2 separate regions of the Sus scrofa genome follow, and region 1 is linked to region 2. Evidence: chromatin contacts called from public Hi-C data. All regions are on one chromosome and are shown on one strand. The core of a region is the stretch at or near the end of the contact, and the rest is flanking DNA. Distances in the headings are between cores, read along the strand shown.

Region 1 (6,519 bases), core at 2,316-4,815, 200 kb before region 2:
CACACACCTGCCCAGGCTGGTCCTCTGTGGGGAGGCTGTGGCTGGTGGGGCTCAGGTGATCTGCAGCGGGGTCTCCAACATCTCCATGAGGAAGGTGTCAATGGGCGTGTCCCCGATGAGCTTGAAGAAGAAAAGGTGCTCCAGGCACTTCAAGCCGATGGAGCGCAGGGCTGGGAGGCGCAGCAGCAGCTTGGCAAACCTGCAGGGAAGCAGGAGACATTAGGAAGGGGAGCGGGGTGGCATGCATAGGGCAGCTGCCTGCAGGATCCTTTGGTCTTCTTGATCAATCTCTGATTAGAAGAAAGAGCCTCAAAGCGGAAACTAAGACAGCTGGAACATCTCTAATCCTGGGAAGCTTCAGAAATAGGCTAGAGGTCTTTTTCAGTTTCCTAAAGGTAGAAGGTGGGTGCTGCGAGCTCTTGGGAAGCTCTTGAATTCTGCGGCCGTGTCCCGGAATTGCCCTCTGCACTTCCATTCGTGGTCGGTGAGAGGAAGCCTGCTTATGTTGACTTGCATCTCCCACCCTAACCAGCTGGTGTTCCTTTCATGCCCTGTGCCCAAGGGCTCCTGGGCAGATGTGCTGAAGCCCTTAGAATAGAGCACACTGCACAGCAGATGCGAAGACTCCACAGATGTATCCACTGGACGAAGGTCTTCATGCACCATGCCCCAGGCACTGCAGGAGGTTCTGGGGTCCAGGACCAGCCCCCGATTTTGAACCAGCAGTTCTCATCTCCTTGCCTCCTTGCCACACCATGCTTTCCTCACACCACAGACACTTTTTTTTTTTTTTTTTGCTTTTTTAAGGCCACACCTGCAGCATATGGAAGTTCCCAGGCTAGGGGTCGAATCAGAGCTACTGCTGCCGGCAACAGCCACAGCCGGAGCAACACAGGATCCAAGCTGCATCTGCGAGCTACACCACAGCTCAGGACAACGCCAGTTCTTTAACCCACTGAGCAAGGCCAGGGATCAAACCCGCAACCTCATAGTTACTAGTCGGATTCATTACTGCTGAACACCAACAGGAACTCCACAGGAACACTTGTTTTAAGCAATGAGACCTCACTGTGTCTCAGTTACCACATTTCTGTGGCCAGTTTATAACCATTTTGTACACCAGCTTCTTAGTCTGTGCTTACCTTCATTTTTAAATTCTATTTATTTAGTTTTTTGCCTGAGAAGTGTGACTTTATTTTTTTTTAATTTTATTGAAATAGAGTTGATTTATAATCTTGTGTTAGTTTCAGGTGTACAGTGAAGTGATTCGGTTATACATACATATGTGCATTTATACATATTCATTTTTAGATTCTTTTCCGTTATAGTTTATTACACGATGTTAAGTAGAGTTCTCTGTGCTGTACAGTAGGACCTTGTTTACCTCTTTTATATGTAGTAGTGTGTATTCGTTAATCACAACCTCCTAATTTATCCCTCCTCCTCCTTTCCCCTTTGGTAACCATAAGTTTGTTTTCTATGTCTGACGATCTATTTCTGTTTTGTAAATAGGTACATTTGTATGCTTTTTTTTAGATTCCACATGTTAAGTGATAGCATATGATATTTGTCTTTCTCTGTCTGACTTACTTTACTTAATAGGATACTCTCTAGCCACTATGGCGAACAGTATGGAGGTTCCTTAAAAAAAAAAAAAAAAGAAAAAAAAAAGAAAAGAAAAGAAAATCGAACCACCATATGATCCACTCCTGGGCATATGTCTGAAGAAAACTCTAATCTGAAAAGACATATACACCCCAGTGTTCACGGAAGCTCTATTTACAATAGCCAAGACATGGAAACAACCTAAACGTCCATTGACAGCTGAACGGATAAAGATGTGGTACATGTATGCAATGGAATACTACTCAACCATAAAAAATGAAATAACACTATTTGCAGCAGCATGGATGTTCTTACCTTTAAATTATACCAGTCTCCATTCCTGAGGTGCCCACAATCTGTTTGGGAAGATAATACCAACACACGAGTGCATGCACACACACTCACACATGCCTCCCACACATGTGTACACACAAGCCTCACCACTCTCACATATACACACACATGCACACAGTTCACTTACACGCTTACCACCCTCACACATGAGCTTGCACATGTTCACACATGTATGTTTTACACACACATTCTTCTCTATTCTCTCCCGCTCTCTCTCTCTCTGTCTTTTTTTTTTAGGGCCGAACCTGCAGCATATGGAAGTTTCCAGGCCAGGGGTCGAATTGGAGCTGCAGCTGCTGGCCTACACCACTACCACAGCAATGCAGGATCTGAGCCGTGTCTATGACCTATATCACAGCTCACAACCAGGCTGGATCCTTAACCCCTGAGTGAAGCGGAGATCAAACCTGAATCCTCGTGGATGCTAGTCAGGTTCATTACTGCTGAGTCACTCCCCTCCTCCATTCTCACCTGCCCTCCCACACTCTCACATACATGCATGTGTATACACACTCTTCTATAACTAAGGACCTTAGCTGTGAGACTCACCAAAGGGAGAGAGACTCGTGTGTGAAGGAATCAGCTTCACACCTACACTCAGGCACCTCGATCTGCCACATTTCCAACCTGTTTCTCTGATCCTTCTTCTCTCAAAATCCTTTTTGCCAATGAAGATCATTTTTAATGTTATTCATGATAATGACTGGAAATCAAACAACTGTACTCACAACTTCCAATAAGAAGTACAAAAGCCGAAATCCTGCTAGTTACTAAGGCCTTAAACCAGCAACTCCCCGTGGGGCTGGATCTTCATTGGATGTCATGACATTATTTCATGCAAAGTTTTCAGATTGGACTTTTAATACCCCTTGAGAATGGGTATAGGTCTATATTCACACTGCACCAAGGTTTAAAGAAATGTGACAAAAAGAAAGAAAGAAAGAAAGAAAGAAAGAAAGAAAGAAAGAAAGAAAGAAAGAAAGAGAAAGAGGCACCACCTCAAAAGGTAAGAATTACTTCCTTACGTGGAAAAATTAAAGGTCTATACCAAAGCCAACACAAACCTTCAAAAATGTTAATGTAAACCTCTGAGTGCATCTGAATAGTATCACTGTGCAGGGAAGAGGCTGTTAGATAAAGAATCAGGAGACTGAACTCCTAATCGTGACTCTGCTGTGAGAGTTTTATAGACTTAGGCAAAGGAAATGGCTTCTCTGTAAAGTGAGAAGTTTGGCCGAGATGAGCTCCAAGGGTGAATTTTTTTCACTCCAGAAAGGCCAAAGTTTTACAACGTGTAAAAAGCTAACCATGCTCTAACACCACTCTTTGCTGGCCTTCCCGGGTTTAGAAGCTGAGGTCAGGACTATAAACACACCCACTAATAGTCAGAGCTGCTACATTCCTCATTCACAGGGTTGGCAGCGAGGGGGACTCGAAGCCTGTGAAAGCACCTGTTCTGCCCGCCCCCCGGCCGGGAGAGAAGGTTGTCGCAAGCTCCGCCCCCTCCTGGGTTTGATCTCTGCTTTTTTGACTGGAGGAAGCAGCACTCACTCACCCCGGAGGTGCACTTCTGAAAAGTCTCCACGGAGGGGCAGCCCTTCACCACTGAGAAAATGGCCTTGGCGGGCCCTTTGTGCCTGCAACTCCTTTAACCACTTTCTGCAAACCAGAGATGACCACCTTCGGCACACTTGCCTGCCTGGTTGAGCCAGGTGACATCCCTGAGGGACCTGCTCAACCTCAGGGTGGTCACCCTCTGTCCAGGCTGTACTGGACACACCTAGGAGTCATGCAGAGGCCAGTCTCTGCAGCCCTCCCTGAACTTCCAGGCTCTGCCTGAGGCCAGGCAACAAGTGTTGGCATCTCTCCCTAATGCCTGGAGGCAGCCCAGACCCCTGGCAGCCGCCTTCCTGGGAAAACAGACAAGTTCCACAGTCTTTAAAGTGATATTCATTAGAAACAATCTAAATATCAACCACGGGGCAATGACTAAATGCATTAGGATTCCTCCACCCTGTGAAATACTACGCGATCTTTGAAAACAAGCATTTTATACTTTTCAACATCTGATAAAATGCCTAAAATAGCTAACAGAGGGAAAAAATACACCAACCTGTATGGCTTCATATCTATAAATACATATTTCTATGTATACATACATTGGTACTTAAAGGTACTATAAAGAAATATACCTCCAAAATTTACAATTAATTTTTATTACTCATTTTATTTTTTAAAAAATATTTTCCTTATTTCCTGCCAAAGCATGCTTGGCTTTTACAATGAGAAAAAAAAAAAGAGAGAGTTTTGTTTCTTTAAGAGATAAACAGCAGTACCTAGAGCCAGTTTCAGGAAAAAGATGAGTATGAGCCTTCTTAGCCCTAATGCCTGGCACACAATATGTGCACACACAAAGAACAGGTGTAAACTATCCTTACAGCTGGGAGACTCGGTGGATATCATCCAGCACAGGGCTTGGGGTCAGCTCCCATTGGCCAGAGGCTGAGCTGATGCTGGTGGCCTGGCCCTGCAGGTTAGGTAAAGCTCTTTCAATCCCTCCCACTACAGCTGGAGGAGAGACTGCCGGTGTCCACCAAAACCCATTCTCCCCTTCTTCCTTGGCATCCAGCAGCATACATTCTCCAGTCTCCTTTGCAGCTGGCTGGCTGGTCCACATGACCAAGTCTTAGCCAATGGAGGAGACTCAAGGGAGGGGGCCCTTTCCAGATCTAGGTGCTGCCCATATAATCTCACCTCCATGCCCCCAGCTTCCCTTCCATCATCAGGATGCAAAACACAATGTGGCTGGGGACGTGGTGGAACCACAAGAAGGAAGGAGGCTGGTCCCTGAGTGATGGTGTGGAAGAGAGTCACTGCTCTAGATTGATGACCCAGGACTGATTTGTGAGAACGAAAGAAACCTGTGGTGTGTTAACTACTGACACTGGGAAGCTGTTGTCACAACTTCCTCTCCCTACCACACAAGGCCTGAACATTTATCGTACCAAGGGGCTGAACCCCATTCACTCAGATGTAGTCATTGCCTCTGATAAAAAACAGAGCTTCTGGCCAATGGATAGATAGCGGCTTATGGTCCAGGAAAAATGGGCTAGTGGAAATTAGACTTCATGGAGGGATAAAAATCATCAATGAGAATAGGGAGCATATATAATTCTAAAAACAAACGGTAGTTCTGTTTTTAGTTTTCTGAGGAACAATCCCACTCTTGGGCATCTATCCAGAGAAAACCACAACTCACAAAGACACATGTACTCCAATGTTCATTTCAGCACTATTTGCAATAGCCAAGACATGGAAACAACCTAAATGTCCAACGACAGAGGAGTGGATCAAGAAGATGTGGAACATATACACAATGGAATATTACTCAGCCATTAAAATAAACGAAATACCAGCATTTTTTGCAACATGGATGGACCTAGAAACTATCATCTAAGTGAAGTCAGCCATACAATGAGACACCAACATCAAATGCTTTCACTGACATGTGGAATCTGAAAAAAGGACAGACTGAACTTCTTTGCAGAACAGATGCCAACTCACAGACATTGAAAAACTTATGGTCTCTGGAGGAGACAGTTTGAGGGGTGGGGGGATGTGCTTGGGTTATGGGATGGAAATCCTGTGAAATCAGATTGTTATGATCATTATACAACTACAGATGTGATAAATTCATTTGAGTAATAAAAAAGACACACACACACAAAAATAAAAAAAATAAAAACAAACTAATGCCTTTAAAGCAGTTTTTTTTTTTTGCAAGTTTCATATCAGTTTTCTGTGAAATTTAAGGATCATATTCTCTCTTTCTCTTTTTTTTTTTTTTTTTTTTAGGGCCACACCCATGGCATATGGAAGTTCCCAGGCTAGGGGTCAAATCGGAGCTGCAACTGCTGCCCTATTCCATAGCCACAGCAAGTGGGATCCACGCTACATCTGAGACCTACACCACAGCTCACAGCAATGCTGGGTCCTTAACCCACTGATGGAGGCCAGGGATTGAACCCAAGTCCTCATGGGTTCTAGCTGGGTTTGTTATTGCTGGGCCACAATGGGAACTCCCATATTCTCTCTTTTTAACTAGCATTAGTAGAAAATGAAAGCTTTTATTTAGCCCTGCTTTGGGGAAAACATTTGAGGGTTGCTTTTTTTTTTTTTTATATTGACTGAGGAAAACTGGTAGATGGCCTCAGACATCCTCTGACCAATGTCTTCTTTTTCAGATAAGGAGCCCAGACCTAGCACTTTGCCAGAGGCTCTGCAGATGGCACCCTCAGGGCCAGTGGTCACTTCTTCCGGTGACCAAAGCCTGTATTTCTATTGCAGGAGGGCTTGCATGGGGACAAAGCAGAAAGCAATGCAGTCACACTAAAAAAGTACAAGCTCTTTGAGATCTAGTAAGCTTGGATTCACATCTCAATCCGTGTACCAGCTCTGTGACTCTGGGCAAGCTCCTTACCTTTTCTGAGCTTTGGCGCCTCTTCAAAAACTAGGGATAAGGATTCCCACAGTCATTTGGTCATTTGCATGTTCACTCCA
Region 2 (6,543 bases), core at 2,215-4,714:
AAAGGCCAAGTTCCTAACCAGGGGTTTAAAAAAAAACAGATTTAGAATTCCCATTGTGGTTCAACCAACTAGTATTCATGAGGATGTGGGTTCAATCCCTGGCCTCGCTCAGAGGGTTAAGGATCCAGTGTTGCCTTGAGTTGTGGTGTAGGTCGCAGACACAGTCCAGATCCCACATTGCTGTGGCTGTGTGTAGGCCGGTGGCTGTAGCTCCAATTCGACTCCTAGCCTGGGAACTTCCATATGCCGCAGATGCATCCCCAAAAAGCAGTAAATAAATAAATAAATAAATATTAAAAAAATAAAAATAAAAAAATAAACAAACAAACAAAAAAAAAAACAGGTGTAGTCAATGGCTCCCCTGGGGTGAAAAACCATTGGTCCAGACCATGTGGAGTTACCTTCTCTGCAGGACCTTCAGAACAATGGTGAACTGAGATTAGAACAAGGGTGAACACCAACATGTATGCTTCCTTCCTGCCCAAGAATTTTGAAGAACATCCTTTTGCCATGGGGATAGGCTCCATGTCCATCAAGATGCTGAGTTTCCAGACAGGAGAAGGATGGACTAATTGATTTCTCAAGTTCACCTTCAAAACCAGACTCGGGTCTTCAGCTCTCCACAGAAAGGAACACACTCCAAAGTTAAACTGAAGTAAAAAATAGCCTTGGTCTGAGATCTCCAAGGAACACATTTGAATGGTGCACAATGCAAACTCAACAGCTATCTTCTGCCAGCTCTTCTCAATTTCTCTGCTATGTGTGATATTTTCCATGGATGAGACCAGAAATGTTGGTTGTAAATGATAGTCAGATGTTTAAACAATTTTGTTGCTGAAACATGATAATTTCCAGAAGCGCCTTTTCTGTACACAGTGTCTTTCAGTAAGACCCACCACAAAGAAAATGAGTTGTACAAGAAGAATGGCAGAAGATCTGGAAATTAACCAGGAAACTGGACCGTAACATGCCTCAAACTAAACAAAAAAAAATTCATTAATAGGAAACAGGCCAGTTTTTAGGGGTCATGGAAAGAATACATACTGGGTTCTCAGCAACTGGCTATGTTTCAAAGTCAGTAACCTCCAACTTGTCAGGGTGGATTGTGGTTAATGCTGCGAAAGACATGTGCTGAAAGGTTTCTAGTTGCCCTTAAATTCCTGAATTTCTACTCAGGGTATTATACCACACATGTGCAAAACAGAAAAGTCTGGTAAAATTTAAAAGGGTCCTGCTGTAAGTAAACCCAATATATAAAATTTTAACTCATAAAATTGATACATAGAAGGTGGTCATATATATCAGGAAAGGGACACTTTAAAATATTTTATGTGAAATTTTTCTTATGGATATATTAGGTAGAATCACATGAAATTGCCAATACTTGACTGTTTTGACCAAATAAAATCAAAATCCTAGTAGTCCCATGTGGTTCAATATATACATTTCATTAACAACTTAAGGGCTAGAAACATTTAAAAAGAGAACTAGTAATGCCTACTAATTTCACATGGCAGAAGCAAAAATTCTTTTAATGCTTCTTTTTAATGCTTCTTAATTCAACGACGACAGGAAAATATTTTGTTTAGCAGGTTTTTTTGGTTTTTTTTTTTTTTTTTTTTTTTTTTTTTTGGCCTCCCCATGGCATATGGAGCTCCCAGGCCAGGGATCAGATCCAAACTGCAGTATCAACCTAAGCCACACCTGCGGCAACACCAGATCCTTAACCCACTATGCCAGGCCAGGGATGGAACCTGTGTTCCAGTGCTCACAAGAGGCCACCGATCCCGTTGTGTCACAGTGGGAGCTCCCAACATTTCAGTTTTAATCTACCTAATCTTTAAGTAGCATATCTACAGGCTGTTTTAATCTGAGTACTACAGGATGTAATCAGTGATGACTAAAAATTTTGGTAATATTTTGGTAATGACTAAAATAATAGTAATAAGCCCCATATTTATATATTTTCATGTCAAAGTAGCTTTAATTGAATTGAATCTATTAAGCCATGCCTCCAAATCCTTTGTGAAAATGAGATAAAGATGGAAAAGAGGGAGCAAAAAAGGGGAAAGATGGTCAAGTTTTGATTATCAGAATTTATCCATCCAAGTGAATATTCCTTTTCAAAGGAGTCCTCACAGGAAGCTATATGTCTACTGACTGCCAGGTGACATGACAACCTTGCTCAGAATATCTATGGAATTACTCTTGGAACTGCCTTCAAAGCCAAACGAGAAAATCAGTACATTACTTAATAGTTATATTTCTTCTTTTCCTTCTTCTTCATTTTAAATTCCAAACTGAAATCAACCAGCTATTAACCTACTCTTTCTTGGGGGTAACCTATTATTACTTTGGGGTCATTTCCTAAAATACATACGTAATTCGTCCAAACCCATAGAACAGACATCAAGAGTGGACCCTAAGGTAAACTTGGGTGATGATGATGTGTCATTATAGGTTCACCAGTTGTAGTAAGTGCACCACTCTGGTGAAGGATGTTGATAACGCAGAAACTATGTGCATGAGGTGAGAAGGTGTATGGGAAATCCAGCTCTTCAAACCTAAAACTGCTGTTAAAAATAAAATCTTACTTTTTAAAAAAGGAAAAAAAATGTATACCCACATAACAATAAAATTAAAACTATTTTGGGAGAGGGAAATTTGTCTACATTGAAGCTATCCAAGAATGCCTGGCACATGATCCCACCTTCCCTTGTCTGCTTATTCCTCCTTTTGTCCATTAGTTTCCTCCACTCCTGAGAAGAAAAAGCAGTCTGTTATCTTTAAACCAAAGCGATTAGGAATGAGACGGTGGGAAATGTCCCTTATAGTGGCCAACTCCTATCCCACTCTGAATGACTTCAGAATGTTCCTTTACTCTTTCTTACATCTGTTAGTGTATCTGAAAATCTCAGAATATGGAAAGGATTCGTGATGTAATCTCTCCATGTGAGAAGAATGCAAATGTCTAGCAAGCATATAAATAACAAGCAAGGCACATGTTTTTCTCATAGAAAAGGTAGAGAAATGAGAGAAAGGCTGACTGCCAAAGTTTTCACAGTTTACTTATTTTAAACAGTTGCATTGACCCATAGAAGTATTTCTTATGCCTCTGTCAAGGCAAGTGGATTTTTACATTGAGGTTGACACACAAAAATACTTAGGGGATAAAGAATAAAAGTGACAGAAATGAGGCATTCATTTCTAACCCATCTCTCCTGTCAATTCTGAAAGGTGTGCTCAAGAAACTGGGTTTAGTGTCCCCAGCATGCCTAGGTCTGCATGGGGCTCTGCGCTCTGCTAATCTGCAGACCCAGGTCCCAAGCTTCCGCGGTTGCTAAGGTAACGGGCCGCCTCTGGGCAGCCACTTGCTACGGGGCAGGCCCTGCCTGGGCTCCTGCCTTTCCGATTGGCCTCTATTACCTACAACGCGCGGAGAGACTGCCCAATGGGATCGGCCCTCTCGAACGGACCCTCGCAACGCACCAATCGGGCGCGGCCACACAAAGCCCGACGCTGACTGGTCGGTTCCCAGGGAGAGCGGGGCTGAGGAAATAACGCTGGAAGGAAATGTTGGTTGCTTTTTGCTCGTTTGGTGAAGTGGTCGTTAGTCACTAATGCCCAAAGTACCAGTTAAGACAGGGGCCAGGACCTTCAGTCAAGGTTCCTGTGGGCCTAGGAAAGCAGTGTCAGAGGAACCCAAAGAAATGAGAATCCCCTGGACCCGTGCTGAGTTGTGGAAAGGATCCCCGGCGGAGCCCACTCCCGCCGGTTATCACGCACCGGCAGTAATCTCTGTAGGCATCTGATCAACCCGCCAGAGGAGGTATCTGGATCACCAACCCAAGGTTTGCTTCCTGAGACAGAAAAACAGCAACAGACACGGCTCAGATCCTGCGTTGCTGTGGCTGTGGTGTAGGCTGGGGGCTACAGCGCTGATTAGACCGCTAGCCTGGGAACCTCCATATGCTGCAGGTGCGGCCCTAAAAAAAAAAAAAAAAAGTTTTCATTTCTACTCCACTGCAAGTATGAATATTAATCCTCGTGCATTGATGCAGTAGTAGAGAAGAATACATTGCTACCAAGGAGAGGCCAAGGAAATCAGTGCCCTGAGATCCATCACTGAAATTAATCATTGCTGTGGGCTCAACTCAAGTAACTTTGACTTTGACTTTCAAATGTACGTAGGGATATCAGGAGATTGAATGGGGCTCTATCCCCATTTGGAGTCCAGTATCTCCTTCCTCATAGCGCTCTGAAATTGTATAGCAAAGTGGAGAGCGCTGGCTCTCTTGAATTTTCCGACAACTTCAGTGGCAGTTGTTTGGCGTCTACTGTTTCCTGACCCTTTCTTTTCCTAATTCTGAATTTACTATGTAGAGTCCCTTTCCCAGGAACATTATAAATGCAGGGGAAAATCTCTCTTTTCCATTGCTGGTATATCAATGCTACTTGCCTTGGGTTTTGACAGTCTTCTCGCTCTGTATTAGGAAACAAGCTTTACTGTAACTAATTTTCACTCCCTTGAGCAGCTTTACTCAGTCAGTCCTCCATTTGTCCCTCAAGCATTTCTCTTGTTTCAACAGTGCTTTTTAAGAACGGGGTTCTATCCCCATTTGGAGTCCAGTATCTCCTTCCTCATAGAACTCTGAAATTGTATAGCAAAGTGGAGGGCGCTGGAGTTGAATGGGAGTGAGAGAAGGCAGAGTGTTTGGTAGGAACTGATACGGTGGCCACAAGGTGGCACAGGACGACAACCAGAGTGCTCTCTTTCTCCCAAGTGACTATGTTCAATGAGGGCTCTGTTTCTGCTGCCCTGACTCTTACATCTTAAGGTCCTGAAATGCTCTCTTTGCATCTTCTTTCTTCTTCCTCATTGCACAATCTGTGGTTCTTTTTCCCTGGTCCCTCTTTTCTTTGGAAAATTCTCCTCGATTTTCACTGTTACACTGAACATGGATTCCTTTCTCTCTCAGCTGACCCTGATGACTGGTTAACTCAGCAACTCCTCACTTCTGGAACCAAGGCTCCTCCAATATATCTCTCAGTCATATTTTCTTTTTTTCACTGAAGTATAGTTGATTTACAATGTTGCATTTGTTTCAGGTGTACGGCAAAGTGATTCAGATGTATACAGATATATAGATATTCTTTTTCAGATTCTTTTCCATCATAGGTTATTACAAAATATTGAGTATAGTTCCCTGTGCTATATACAGTTGGGTACCTATTTTATATATAGTAGTGTATATATATGTTAATTCTCCCTCCCTTTCCCCTTTGGTAACCATAAGTTTGTTTTATATGTCTGTGAGTCTCTTTCTGTTTTGTAAATAAGTTCATTTGCACATTTTTAAGGTTCTACATATAACCCATATGATATTTGTCTTAATTATTACATAGTATAATCTCTAGGTCCATCCATGTTGCTGCAAATGGCATTATTTCATTCTTTTAAATATACCCATTCCTCTGTTAATGGACATTTAGGTTGCTTCCATGTCTTGACTATTGTAAATTGTGCTGCTATGAACATTGCGGTGCGTGTATCTTTTTGAATTGAATTTTTAAACTCTCTGGATAAATATCCAGAAGTGGGATTGCAGAATCTCTTTTTAGTTTTTGAAGGAACTTCATACAGTTCTTCACTGGCTGCACCAATTTATATATCTACCAACAGAGTAGGAGGGTTCCTTTTTCTCCATACCCTCTCCAGGATATATTATTTGTAGACTTTCTGAGGATGGCTATTCTGTGTGTGAAGTAATACCTCACTGCAGTTTTTATTTGCATTTCTCTAATAATTAGTGAATAATTAGTGAAGTTAAGCATATTTTCATGGGCCTGTTAGCCATCTGTAAGTCTTCTTTGGAGAAACTGACTGTTTAGATCTTCTGACCATTTCTTGATTGGATTGTTTTTGTTTTTGTTTTTTGATATTGTGTGAACTGTTTATGTATTTTATAGATTAATCCCTTGTCAGTCACATTGTTTGCAAATATTTTCTTCCATTCCATGAGTTGTCTTTTCATTTTGCTTATGGTTTCTATTGCAATGGAAAAGCTTTAACTAGGTCCTATTTATTGATTTTTGTTTTCATTCCCATTATTCTAAGAGACAGATCCAAAAAGATACTGTGATTTATGTCAAAGAGTGTTCTGTCTCTGTTTTATCCCAGGAGTTTTAGAGTAGCCAGCCTTATATCTAGGTCTTTAATCCATTTCGAGTTTATTTTGGTGTATGGTGTAGGAGAATGTTCTAATTTCATTCTTTTGCATGTAGCTGTCCAACTTCCCAGCACCACTTATTGACAGAGACTGTCTTTTCTCCACTGTATATTTTTGCCTCCTTTGCTGTAGATTAATTGACCATAGGTGCATGGGTTTATTTCTGGGCTTTCTATCTTTTTCCCTTGATCTATATTTCTGGGTTTGTGCAAGTAACATACTGTTTTGATGACTGTAGCTTTGTAGTGTAGTCTGAAGTCAGGGAGCCTGATTCTTCCAGCTCCATTTTTCTTTCTCAGTATTGCTTTGGCTA

The links. A called contact is a pair of places that touch in the nucleus more often than the background predicts.
Region 1: a contact with region 2 is called in a Hi-C map of adipose tissue, with 6 times the contacts expected there. The contact joins two enhancer-like sites. A contact is called at or near these places in 1 of 5 promoter capture datasets (liver), 28 of 47 Hi-C or Micro-C datasets (adipocytes, adipose tissue, alveolar macrophages and 15 more) and 1 of 2 datasets of contacts at active chromatin or transcription factors (skeletal muscle).

Annotation. Positions count from the first base shown.
Region 1 is chr4:85,350,332-85,356,850 of Sscrofa11.1, reverse strand. It overlaps RXRG (retinoid X receptor gamma), which reads right to left. Exons shown (of 10, transcript NM_001130213.1): 10 at 1-199. The coding sequence ends at 52. Among named protein-coding and RNA genes, the nearest start is that of MIR9849, 19 kb to the right of the region's middle. Within about 2 kb of position 3,565, at least 13 of the 83 cell types and tissues checked have an H3K27ac peak or open chromatin away from gene starts, as enhancers often do. A contact at or near this core is called in adipose tissue, where this site is marked.
Region 2 is chr4:85,147,537-85,154,079 of Sscrofa11.1, reverse strand. No RefSeq gene overlaps it. Among named protein-coding and RNA genes, the nearest start is that of LRRC52, 55 kb to the left of the region's middle. Within about 2 kb of position 3,464, at least 36 of the 83 cell types and tissues checked have an H3K27ac peak or open chromatin away from gene starts, as enhancers often do. A contact at or near this core is called in adipose tissue, where this site is marked.